Regions from separate parts of the Mus musculus genome. Here all the other regions are linked to region 1. The links are chromatin contacts, called in public ChIA-PET and promoter capture Hi-C maps. All regions are on one chromosome and are shown on one strand. Each heading gives the region's core, a stretch centred on a gene start, on an enhancer-like site or on the middle of the called end of the contact. The rest is flanking DNA. Distances are from core to core; before and after follow the strand shown. Region 1 holds the start of Lbh (limb-bud and heart). Region 2 has its middle 65 kb from the start of Ehd3. Region 3 holds the start of Galnt14 (polypeptide N-acetylgalactosaminyltransferase 14).

Region 1 (3,807 bases), core at 823-3,322:
AATCCAGGTACCCATGACACAACGCCCAGTATTCACGATCACATGTGTGCACAAAGTTTTCAAAAGGTAAAAGTCTAGGCAGGGGTAGGCTTTAGAGAAACTACATCTAAGAAAACAGGAAGACACGAATCTTGTGTGTGTATATATATATATATATATATATATATATATATATATATATATATATATAATCTTCTCCGGGATCTGAAAAAGCTGCCCTCACCACTGTGTGATTTTTAACAGATCATAGAACCTCTCTGAGCTGCGGGGAGCCCTGTTTATATCCAAGATGCAAATGATTGCTAATAAGGCATAATCTCACGGTTATGTCCGAAGGGGAAAATGTTGCAAACGTTGTAGGAAGTACCAATTAACAAAATAATCATAAACCTTAATGGGTGAGTGGGGGGGCCAATGTCCCCATGGGCTTCTAACATCTCGACCTTACTACATTTTGAGCGGGGTGGGGGGTTGGGGGTGGAGCACAAGGCCTCCACCACTCTTCAAAGCCTCACCCATATGGCAACTGACTTGTCTGCACATGAGGGGGTACACAAGCTTCAGGTGTAGGGGATTTTTACTTTGTTTTGAAAGTCATTGGCCCCTCTAATCACAGTTAAACTGGGAGGGGGAGGAGAGACTAAGAAAGGGTGACTGTCATGGGGGCAAGTTTAGGGTTAGAAGCTAGACTTTAACAATTTCCTCCCTAGTCTGGAAAAGCTGCCTCCAATCCCTGAAAGAAGAGAGTCAATAGCATTACAGGGTTAAGACCAGGGTCGTCGTCTCCTGTAGCGGCGTCTGTTCCTTTTTGGAACTGTGGCGCGGGCCCAAAAAGTTAAACTGAGAAACACGAACTTTCAGAGTTCCTGGGCTAAGCAGAATAGCGCCGCTCTCCCCGGGTTCAGACCTTGCATTGGACCCGGGTCTGGCTCTCCAAGGCTGGCACCTGCGAGCGCGCTCCAGGACCACGGGTGCTCGCCTCCCTGTAGCGCCCCTCCTCTACACCACAGCAGGAAGGAAGAAGCAGCTGGCGCGCACGTCCCAGCAGCTAGGGGCCTGTCCCCCATCCTTCTCGGCTCTGATCCTCCACACCCGATCTTCCCCGGCTGCAGGCAAATCTCTGCAGCCCCCGACTCAGCAGTGGCCGGCTTCTTCCAATCTGGCACTGGGAGAGCTTGCTCCTTCCTAGCCCCGGCCCTCCACAAAGGCGCGTTGGATTTAAGGGACAACGGAGAGGGCAGGGGTTGTGAGGGTGTAGTTTGCACCCTGATGCTTGTGGCTTGTTTGTGCGGAGAGCGTCTCCCCAGCATCCTCCCTCCCCCAGAAGCTCTGCAAACCCAGCGGCTGCACCAGCTCGGCCCCTCTGCAGCCATCCTCGACGCCGAGACTTGCGTGCAAACAAAAAGGAGAAGGGGAGGGGCCCGGGAAACCGGAGCCCCCTGCACCAAGCAGGACTCATCTCCTGTGGCCCTCAGCGGACAGGGTTTCCTTAGGGGGCTTCAGGTGGGACCCCAGGTTCTCCCCACCCAACGCCACCATATCCACGCCCTCTGGCCGCCACTTAAGTGAAGGTTCCGAGTTCACTTCCTTTGTCTGGATGCTCTCAGCACCGCCTCCCCCAACCTCCAGCTTTGCAACCTTGACGTCGACTCCTGCAGGGGCTGAGGCTGGCGGGTTAACCCGCACTGGGTGTCCGTGCCACTCTCCGGCCTCGTACCCGGAGCCGGCACTAGGAGGCTGCCGGGCTGCGCAGCCACCCGGGTTAAACTGGCGGCCGCCAAAGGCGCAGGATACTCACCAGTGAATGGGGAAATATACAGACATGAAGTCCTAGGGGAGGCTGACCCACGCCCTTGTGATTAAGAAAAACAAAACAAAACAAAACAAACAAACAAACAAAAAAAAACCAGTCACTGAGTCCTGAATGAGATTGGCAGGGGCGCAGAGGAGAGCAGCGGGCAGCCGAGAGCGGGTACTGGGCTAGCGCCGGTCCGCCTTCCGGAGACAGCCTCGCTGCCAACGGCGTAGGCAGTGCAGACCAAGCTCTCCGCTCTCCACCGATCTCCGGGTCCCACAAAGAGCCCGGGAAGCAGCATTTATAAGGGAGGGGCGGGGCTTGTCGGCGAGCGGCCCCGCCTCTCCTCGCCCACTCTTAGAATAACGTCACCAAAATCATGAATGGCTTCAGCGCTCATAGCTCCCGCGGGCGGCGGCGGGGACCAGCCGGGCTCTGCACCCTGCCTGAGCTGGCTCCCAGCAGCTACGAGCCCGCCCCCCTCCCCACCGTTGACACACACGCGTGTTCCCGAGCTGGAGTTCAATGTCAACGCAGCTTCCTGACCATAAATCCGCAGCGTCCGCAGCCCCCTCTCTGAACACAGGGACTCTAAGGGCTACGGGGATGGGTGGGCGTGAGGAAGGAATGGGGGCCCACGCGGGAAGAGACAGATCGCCGGGGGAGGGCGCCATTCTTCCATCCGAGCGCCCGCTGTCGGGTTCTCTGTGACTTCCACATCTCAGGACCCTTCACTGGTCATCCATGCAAAGTAGGCCTCTCTTGGACATTATCGCCTGTGGCATCCCGATCGTGGCGGGGCCGGGGGAAAAAGGAAAAGATGGGAAAGAAGGCTGCACAGCTGCGGGGCTGGAGGCACCCATGCCGGAGGGGGCATTGTTGGCTTTCTAAAAGTCTGCGGTCCTGGAGTCCATGGAGGGTTCTGTTTGTGGGAGAAAGGATGTGGTGTCTTACTAGGGTTTTTCCGTTGCGCGAGCGCGCTTGCGTGTGCACACACACACACACACACACACACACAGAGTAGCATATACGGTTTGCATTGGGAGTAGAGGGTGAGGAGAACGAGCGGAATACAAGTACACCCGGCTAGCCTTAGCTCCCAGAGCCCATCTGATAGAAAACACAGAGTTGAGAGACTGACTCCTTCATAGCCCAGGAATTGCAGTTCCGGTGTCTATCTTGGAGACTAAACTGCTGTGCAGCCCCTACAGCCAGGAAGAACGGAGTCTGACTCAGTACCCAGCGCTGCCCCGCTGTGGCCTCTGTTTCAATTACTCTTGTAAAACAGCTTCCTAACCTTGACCTATGTGCATAAAGGGACTGGGGAAAGGGAGAGCCGTGGTCGAAAACTAAACACAATTAAATGTGATTTAAAATAAGTCTGCACCCTGAAAGAAAAGCGTACTGGTTATATCCAGCAAAAAGCTGCTGGCATCAAGAGACGAGTTTTCAGTAGCAGGGGCCACGCGGATGTTGAGAAAGAGGACCTCATAATTTTCAGCATCTACTCTTTCTAAGAGCAACTTTGCAATAACTGCTTTCCCAACTATGCGTACCTATATACATCCTGAGTAAAAACTGGAGCGTCCTAAAAGAGCCGTATTTCATAAGCCCTGTAATCAGAAAAACGCAGGAGGCTGTCCTTACCCCCTTGAGACAAATGAAGCGCTGTTTGTGCTCTTCAGGACTATTCGCTTCTGCTTCTGACCAGGTGACAGGGGTCTGGCGGAGGGTGGGGCTTTATGAACAGGGGCCAAGGGAAGATGGTCCGTGGTGTGTTATTAATGGAGGGGCAGCCTGAGCCTTTTAATAGAATGGGAAAGTATCTCAGTGCCATTGGCTGACATGTGGCATATTGTCACCTGGGGAGCCAAAGAGAAGCCAAAGTCTAGAGATCTAGATTCTAGACCGAGCTTTCCTGGAAACCCTCTGAGGGTGGGCCCTGAGGCAGACCCTTGGGTTAGCAGAAGAAAACCTTCTCCCATGTTTGCCCATACAATCCCTCACAAGAC
Region 2 (3,807 bases), core at 706-3,205, 950 kb before region 1:
TGTGTGGGGCTGGGTGCTGTTTGGTGCCGCGGGGCGGCCACTCAGCTGCAGCAGAGCAGGTGCCATCCTGTGGAAGAACCATGAAGCACTATGAGGTGGGGGTTCGGGATGCAAAGACAAGAGAGAAGCTGTGGTTCGTGGACAAGGTAGAGCCTCAGGCCACCATTTCTGAAATCAAGACCCTTTTCACCAAGACACATCCACAGTGGTATCCTGCCAGCCAGTCCCTCCGCCTGGACCCCAAGGGGAAGTCCCTGAAAGATGAAGATGTCTTGCAGAAACTTCCTGTGGGCACCACAGCCACGCTCTACTTCTGGGACCTCAGGGCCCAGATCAGCTGGGTGACGGTTTTCCTGATGGAGTATGCCGGCCCCCTTTTCATCTACCTGCTCTTCTACCGGGTACCCTTCATTTATGGCCGCACAAACAACTTTACATCCAGTCGGCATATGGTGGTGCCCCTCACCTGCATGTGCCACTCATTCCACTACATCAAATGCCTGCTGGAGACTCTCTTCGTGCACCGATTCTCTCACGGAACCGCGCCTTTGCAAAACATCTTCAAAAACTGCACCTACAATTGGGGCTTTGCTGCATGGATGGCTTCTTACATCAACCACCCTGTCTACACACCCCCTACCTATGGAGTTCAGCAGGTTAAGCTGGCACTGGCCGTTTTTGTGATCTACCAGCTTGGGAACCTCTCCATCCACATGGTTCTTCGGGACCTTCGGCTGGGTCGAAAACCAGGAAGTTCCCATACCCCTCCAAGAACCCTTTCACCTGGCTGTTTCTGTTGGTGTCCTGTCCCAGCTGCACTTATGAGGTGCGCTCCTGGATTGGCTTTGCCATCTTGACTCAGTGTGTCCCAGTGGCCCTCTTCTCCCTGGTGGGCTTCACCCAGATGACTATCTGGGCCAAGTGCAAGCATCACAGCTACCTGTAGGAGTTCTGCAACTACCTGCCCCTCTGCATGCCCATTATCCCCTTCCTGCTCTGAGCCGCTCCTCAGGGGATCAGCCCAGTAATACTCTCCACCCCATCACTACCCCTGTCCTGATGTGGCTGGCCATGACTCTTCAGCAGCAACAATAAAATCTGCTTACTGCCCCCTCCCCCAAAGAAACCATGGTACATGCAGACCACTGGTTCTCAACCTTCCTAATGCTGTCACCCTTTTAATATAGTTCCTCATGCTGTGCTGAGCCTCCAACACTTCTACATCACAACTGTAATCTTGCTACTGTTATAAACTGTAATGTATATATCTGATATGTAGGGTATCTGATATGTAATTGACCACAAAGGGGGCCGAGACCCACAGGTTGAGAAACACTGAATATTATATAGCAATGGAATATTATATAACACTGCAAAGGAGGGAACTATGAGATCATTAAAGACTCAGGGACACCTTAAATTAACAAATCTCATCTGAAAAGGCTACATGTGGTATAAGTCCAGTTATATGGCATTCCAGAAAAGGCAAAGATGTGAGACAACATGAATACTGGCAATTAGCAGAGGCCTGGGGACAGCAAGGGACAAACAAGTGAAGGGGGGGGAGGGGCATGGGTTTTTAGGGCAGAAAAGCCCTATATAATCCTGTAATGTTGAACATGTGTCATTAGATACTTAGCTAATAAACTCGTGGACTACACAACTTCAAGAACCCTCATATAAACTGTGGACTTTGTCCAATAGTGAAGCATAGCTTTAAGTGCATCCATTGTGAAAAGAAATAAACAAATAAATAAACAAAATGCTGATTCAGACTGGTCAGAGTAGTGGGAGACTGAGAGAGTATTGACAGAGTATTGACAGAGTAGCGGGAGACTGAGAGAGTAGGGGCTGGATGGCTGCAGCATCTGCCTGGGTTCAGGGTGCTGGGCCTAGGGTTTCCCCTGCGCCACCAGTTGTAACCCGGGGCTTGCTCAGGAAGTGGCTGTGGCTTTAGGGGTGGGGGAGGCAACTCCTCTCTATCAAAGCTATTGTGAAGGGGCTGACATTAGATAGATGCACCCATAGAGGCCTGGGAGAGTTAGTCCTTCAGTACTAGGGGTTGGGGTGGATCTGGGCATCCTCGACGTTGTATCCCTAATGCTCTGTTTTTAGTGCCAGTCAGAGCCACTGCTTCTTAGAGGTTCTTCAAGAGGCTCTGCCTCATGACTGCTTCGTCTCCTACTTACTGTTGGAAGTCAATACAAGACTGCCGAGAGACACCCACGTGACTCACCCAGCACTAAGTGTGACCCTCTCCCCCTTACCTAGCAGCAGCTCTGCTCACTCCTTCCAGGCCCTACCCATGACCTCTGTGAGGATGGTGTGTATTACTTTTCTTCTGACTCCATGGCACAAGAACCCAAAATAGTCAAGTATCAGTCCTCCATCAGTTCAAGGAAGTCGTCCCATGTTCCCCAAATAGTAGCCTTCTTTGGAGAAAAGGGGGTATCATAGATCCCAGAACTCTAGAAATGGGGGGAAAAAGCCTGCCCAGAAAGACAGACAGCATGGTGGTAGGACATCTTTCTTTCGCTTTCTCAGGCATCTTACCTGGGAGATACAGATCCTCAAAGGGACACCTAAGAGAAAAGATCAGACACAACTCAAGACTGAAACGGTGAGTGCTTCAACCAACGCCATGTCAGGCTTACCTCGATGTCTTGGGAGAAGGCCACTCTGGGAGAAGAAAGATATGTTTAAGTAAGACTCTGAAGTCAGTGGTGTTCTCTTTGCTTAATGGGCATTTAGCTGTAAAGTTGTCCATGAAGAAGCCTTGCCTCCTTTCACCTTAGGTCTGAAATTCTCCCTCAGCCTCAGCTTCATCCAGGGCCCCTCTACCATAAACAAGGCCAGGCCATTCCTCGGGATGCTGATAGGTCAGAAGGAACCCAGCTGCTTGGCAGGTGGAGACCCGGGGGAGTCTTTAGAGAAGATAACACAGCTAGCTTGCTTTCCCTCTTGGTGATAGCTCCAGGCCCTTCTCTACGAGTTCTTTGATTCCATATCTCAGATACAAGGAGAAATAGCAAGCTTTGGATGGGTTTAATGTTAGCTAGGCATTGCTAGGCCTTGGAAATAATTCTCTTCCAGGCTTTCCAGGTTGTGGAGGCACCTCTGCTTCCAGAATTTTCTACCCAGGCTGGTGGAAGGCCCTTTCATGCTGGCTATGACCTCAGTGGGCTTCTCTGACCTGTCTCAGAGTAGGAAGCTCCAGTGACTGATCTGTCCTCAAGGGAGACCCAAAGGATAGTTAGGATTGTGGGAGCAGAGTCCGGGCTGGGTTGTGGAGGTCTCTATGGTTATTGTTTCTTTTCCTGATACCCAGCTGGGCAGGAATCCCAAGCTGTGTGTATTTACAGAAAGCTGAAGGGGGTCTTGTGACAGGAAAGTGACACACTGACCTCCATTCTGAAGAGCCAGGGAACCTTCTTCCTGCCTCTTTCCAGATTGTTGCCTAAGGCAGGATGCTGAAGAGATGGTCAGTCTGTACCAGGAAGAGGGGACTTCAGCGGCAGAGCCTCTCATGAACTCTAATCTGTCACCTCCACTCTTACAAGACTCTCAGAATGTCTTTTGAAAGCACCACTTCTATGCTCTCCTCAACCTACGAACTTCTAAAGTTCTAGATGTGTTCAATTCAATGTGCAAAGGTGTGTACTCCAGGTTATCTATGAATGTAACCAAATTGTAAACTGACTTAAAACATTGGAGGTGGAGTGGGGCTGGCTGGAGGGATGGCTCAGTGATTAAGAGCTTTGAAGAGGACCTAAGTTCAGCTACCAGCAATCAAATTGGGCCACTTAC
Region 3 (3,807 bases), core at 817-3,316, 790 kb before region 1:
GAAGACTCACCTGTAGTGTCCTCCCATTTGTAATGGCACTTACTGGCCTAAAAGCCTAGACCAACATATTCTATAGTTGGGTCGGTTAATTGCACTTAGCAAAATCGGAGCCTTTAGAAATCTTTCAAGGCCCAGGGACTCTTCCCCATGTGAGAGGAGGACAAAATAGTGATTCAAGAGCAAGAGCTTTAGAAGAATATCTTTGTTCTTCCCAGTGTTACGTACTCTCCCGCGGAGCTGTTTCACCCCAGGGCCTTGGTTTCCCCGTATGCCAGTCTGAGTGAAGCAGGCGTGTGAGGCTGCACCATCTCAGGAGCTTGGCGGTGGTGTTGTGTAACTGTCTGCCATCTGTTACTCAGAAACAGCCCCACAAAGCGCTGAGCAATGGACTCCGCTGCTGCAGCTCCTGCCTGGCGCTCATCAGCGAGTCTACAGCTTGCTCGGGAGGTTCTCGGCAGAGCTGACACAGAACACTTTGCAGGCCCAGGACTGGGACTCTAGGGTGAGGCTCTTGGAAGAGATCCAGAGAGCTCAGAAAGCTGCGGGAGTAGGTGCTCTTGCCACTCGCCAATGCTCCTTGGACAGTTATTCACCGAGGCCTTTGCCTGCTTAAACAACATCTGGAGAGAGTGGACCCAACCTTTCAGAGGCTACGGGTCCAATAGAGACAAGTGTGAGATGCCAGCAGGGCTCTGGGGGCTGACAAGCCTTTTCTGGCTGATTGATTTCCAACCTCAAATTTCTTACCTACATCTCCGCTCCAGAGCCTTTGCCTTATGGCCGAAAGACAAGGTATCAAACACCGGAGCTGTTGGGGGGTGGGGGACACCTCTGTTTCTGAGCAAGTGTCTGGAGGGCTCCATGGCACTGGAGGAGGAATTCTGGAGAACTGACTGGTACCTTTCTCACCTGCAGTCGAGTGTGGGTGCTACCCCTATACTAAGCTCCAGTCTGTGAGTGAAGACAGCAGGGAGCATGCCGCTGGGCCACTCGGTGTCATTCTCACTTGGAGAAACTTGGAGCATCCCTGTAACTAAAACAAGGACTCCAGTGGCCAGGGCTCTGCAGACTTCGCAAAAACTTCCACCTTTTCTCTCTGAACTCTGAGGTAACGCAGCATTCACATCTGAAGATGAGGCACAGTCTTAAGACTTAAGGAAGGGAGAGGCTGACGCTGTGATTTGCCCTGTTGGTTGGGTAGGCTAGGCTAGAAACCACACCTCCCTATTCTAGAGATATGGTTAGAAATTCATCCAGCCCACCTGAGGCCTGTATGGAAACTGGAGTCAGAACTGTTCCTGTCTCTAAATCCAAGTGACTTTAGTCTGTAGCTGGAAGATGTATTCCTTAAAGGCAACTGGGAAAGGGATTTGGGGAGCTACTCCCACACACCCCAGGGCCACCTTTCACAAAACTTCCGGTGGTTGTGCTAACATTAGACCCTTTTTTTCTGGCAAGCCCCAGAAAAAGGGCTTATTTTTACAAGGAGAAAAAAAAAATCCTCAGGGATTTACTTTTGCCTTAATTTTTAAAAGGACATCTTTCGAGTTAAATTTAGACCAGCTCAGTTTTCCATTAAGAGAAAGTTGCCAGGCACCTACCTGCTCAAAGGCAAAGAATACCCTGGGGAGATGGCTGAACTCGACCTTGGCCCTGAAATGGTCAAGTCTGAACTTGAGACAACATCTGGGTCAACCAACCCTACTATCCCAGTGATGGCTCCCGGCTAGCGAACCCTCCTGTGAGCACCATGTGCAGAGCCCCGCAGCAAACAGAAACTCCTCCCCGGTAGTGCCTCACCTGGCGCGGGCTAGTCCTTAAGTATCAGCTTGCTTGATACAAGTCAGTATCCTATAACCGGTCCCCGCCCAACCCCTCCCAGCACAACCCTAGCCCAGGATGGTCCCAGAGCTGCATCCAAGGTCCCTCAACCGCAGGGTGCTCCACGGTCGGCGGGAGGCGGTAGCGCCCCCGCTCAGAGCCCGGTTCGCTCCCGCCCCGCTCTCCCTCGGAGTCAGTCTGTCTGTCGGGCCCGCCCTCCCTCCGCGCTCCCTCCTCCTCGTGCTCCTCCGGGGGTGCCGGGCACAGCCTCGGATTCCACCTTCCCGGCTGCTCGAGTCAGTTTCCCTCGCGGCAGCAGCGGGCAAAGGCAGCCGCGGCGCACAGCAGCATCGCAGCGGCCGCCGCGGCTCTCCGTTTGGAGCGGGCGCCGGGCTGAGCTGCCCCTCGTCCCTGCCCGGCCGCGTCTCTAGTCTCCGGCGCCCCTCGCCGCTCCGTTCCCGGCTGTGGCTTCTCTCCGAAGCGGGCGGGGCAGGATCCCGCCATCCAACATCGGGATCCCAGGAGCAGCGTTTCTCCTAGAGCGAGGCGCTCGGCAGACTCGTGCCCCGCCACCCCTGACCGCCGGGGGGTGCCCCAGGGACGCGTCGCCACCAAGAGAAGCAGGCAGAGGGGACCATGCGGCGGCTGACTCGCCGCTTGGCGCTGCCCATCTTTGGGGTGCTCTGGATCACCGTACTGCTGTTCTTCTGGGTCACCAAGAGGAAGTTGGAGGTGCCGCTGGGACCCGAAGTGCAGACCCCCAAGGTATGCCGTTTCGTGGCGCACAGGGCACAGGGCACCGGGCACTGGCAGGTGGAAGGGTGCGTGGTCCACGCACTGGGATTGAGGGTTCAAATGCAGGGGTGTCGAGGTGCTGCGATGGGGAACAGGCGCGGGATGCGGCCATGGGGAGGTGCTTGTGGAATTTAAGAAGCTTGGGGCGTCTCCATATCTTTGGCGTGTGTAAGTGGCAGTGGGCGTGGGTGGTGGGCGCGCGCTCGCAGACAGAGCCGGGCTCCCAACTTAACTAGCAGTCCGGTGGCCAAGGGGGCGCTGCGGACTAGCTACTTTGGGACTGGCGGTCGGTGGGTGCCGCTGGAGGGTCACTGGAGGTTGCTGGGTGAGCGATGCTGGCACCCATGAGAAGTCTGGTGGATTTGCGGACTCCTTCCCTTTGCTGCCAGGCCCCAGAGGAGGAGACGATGACCCGGGTGCTGTGCGCACGTGAACAGCACTAGCGACCCCCCTGGAGGCCTCCCAGCCTTCCCTACCCACCTGGCCTGGCCTGGTGCCACCGGCTCTGTGAACTGTTCCCCAGTTCATTTGCTGCGTTGGAAGTTGAATGCGCTCAGGACAGCACGGAGGAGCCCATAAGAACAGAAACCTTCCTACTGGCAGGGAGTTGTGGAAATGGGAATCCAAGTGGCTTTCCCAACTCTTGTCCAGTCGGTGCAGCCCAGAGGAGTGGAAGGTTCCCCCTACTGGCTCTCTCTTGAGATTCAGAGCCCCTGTCTTTCTTTTCCACAGCCTTGACCAGGGGAAACAGAGCGAGGCTTCTGGGGATTTGCTGGCAGCTAAGCAACCTTTATGAGCCCAGGGCAATCTCTAGGAGTGGGAAAAGACCTTGGAGGAGCCTGTAGTCGGAAAGAGGAAGACATGAACATCTCTGTGTTAAGTAGGAGTGGATCTCACCGATAAGTACAGTAGGGAGGGCCTACTGTGTGCTAAGTGCATAGTTGGTGTTTTCTTCATAAGGAGTTGTTTAATATTGTTCTTATTTCATAGATGGGGAAACAGGCCAAGAGTCTTTAATTAACTCGTCTTAGATCGTTCTGGGTTTGAACTCAGACCTCCACAGAATTTTCCCACTTGGATCCCAATAGACTCTTCTTTTAACCAAAGTACATTTTAAACCAAAGTTTTGGAATCTTGCCAATATTAGTTGATCGAAATAAGCATTTAGTTTAGCACCCATGGAGCTAGGCT

What was found. Promoter capture Hi-C pulls out the DNA fragments that hold promoters and counts their contacts. ChIA-PET counts read pairs in DNA pulled down with a chosen protein or histone mark.
Region 2: a contact with region 1 is called in an RNA polymerase II ChIA-PET map of memory CD8 T cells, with 43 read pairs. The contact joins the enhancer-like site here to the promoter of Lbh in region 1. A contact is called at or near these places in 4 of 39 promoter capture datasets (frontonasal cranial neural crest, hippocampal neurons, liver and 1 more) and 3 of 115 datasets of contacts at active chromatin or transcription factors (double positive thymocytes, embryonic forebrain and memory CD8 T cells).
Region 3: a contact with region 1 is called in a promoter capture Hi-C map of stem cell-derived epiblast-like cells, with 7 times the contacts expected there. The contact joins the promoter of Galnt14 here to the promoter of Lbh in region 1. A contact is called at or near these places in 5 of 39 promoter capture datasets (cranial neural crest, liver, pre-B cells and 1 more), 1 of 484 Hi-C or Micro-C datasets (embryonic stem cells) and 5 of 115 datasets of contacts at active chromatin or transcription factors (embryonic forebrain, embryonic hindbrain, embryonic midbrain and 2 more).

The regions. Positions count from the first base shown.
Region 1 is chr17:72,916,570-72,920,376 of GRCm38.p6, reverse strand. Lbh (limb-bud and heart) reads right to left here and starts at 2,072. Exons shown (of 3, transcript NM_029999.4): 1 at 1,799-2,072. The coding sequence starts at 1,824. It overlaps Gm30375 (predicted gene, 30375), which reads left to right and starts at 2,222. Exons shown (of 2, transcript NR_168598.1): 1 at 2,222-3,807.
Region 2 is chr17:73,867,624-73,871,430 of GRCm38.p6, reverse strand. It overlaps the pseudogene Gm4948. Among named protein-coding and RNA genes, the nearest start is that of Ehd3, 65 kb to the right of the region's middle. Within about 2 kb of position 1,955, at least 18 of the 459 cell types and tissues checked have an H3K27ac peak or open chromatin away from gene starts, as enhancers often do. A contact at or near this core is called in memory CD8 T cells, where this site is marked.
Region 3 is chr17:73,708,710-73,712,516 of GRCm38.p6, reverse strand. Galnt14 (polypeptide N-acetylgalactosaminyltransferase 14) reads left to right here and starts at 2,066. Exons shown (of 15, transcript NM_027864.2): 1 at 2,066-2,586. The coding sequence starts at 2,458.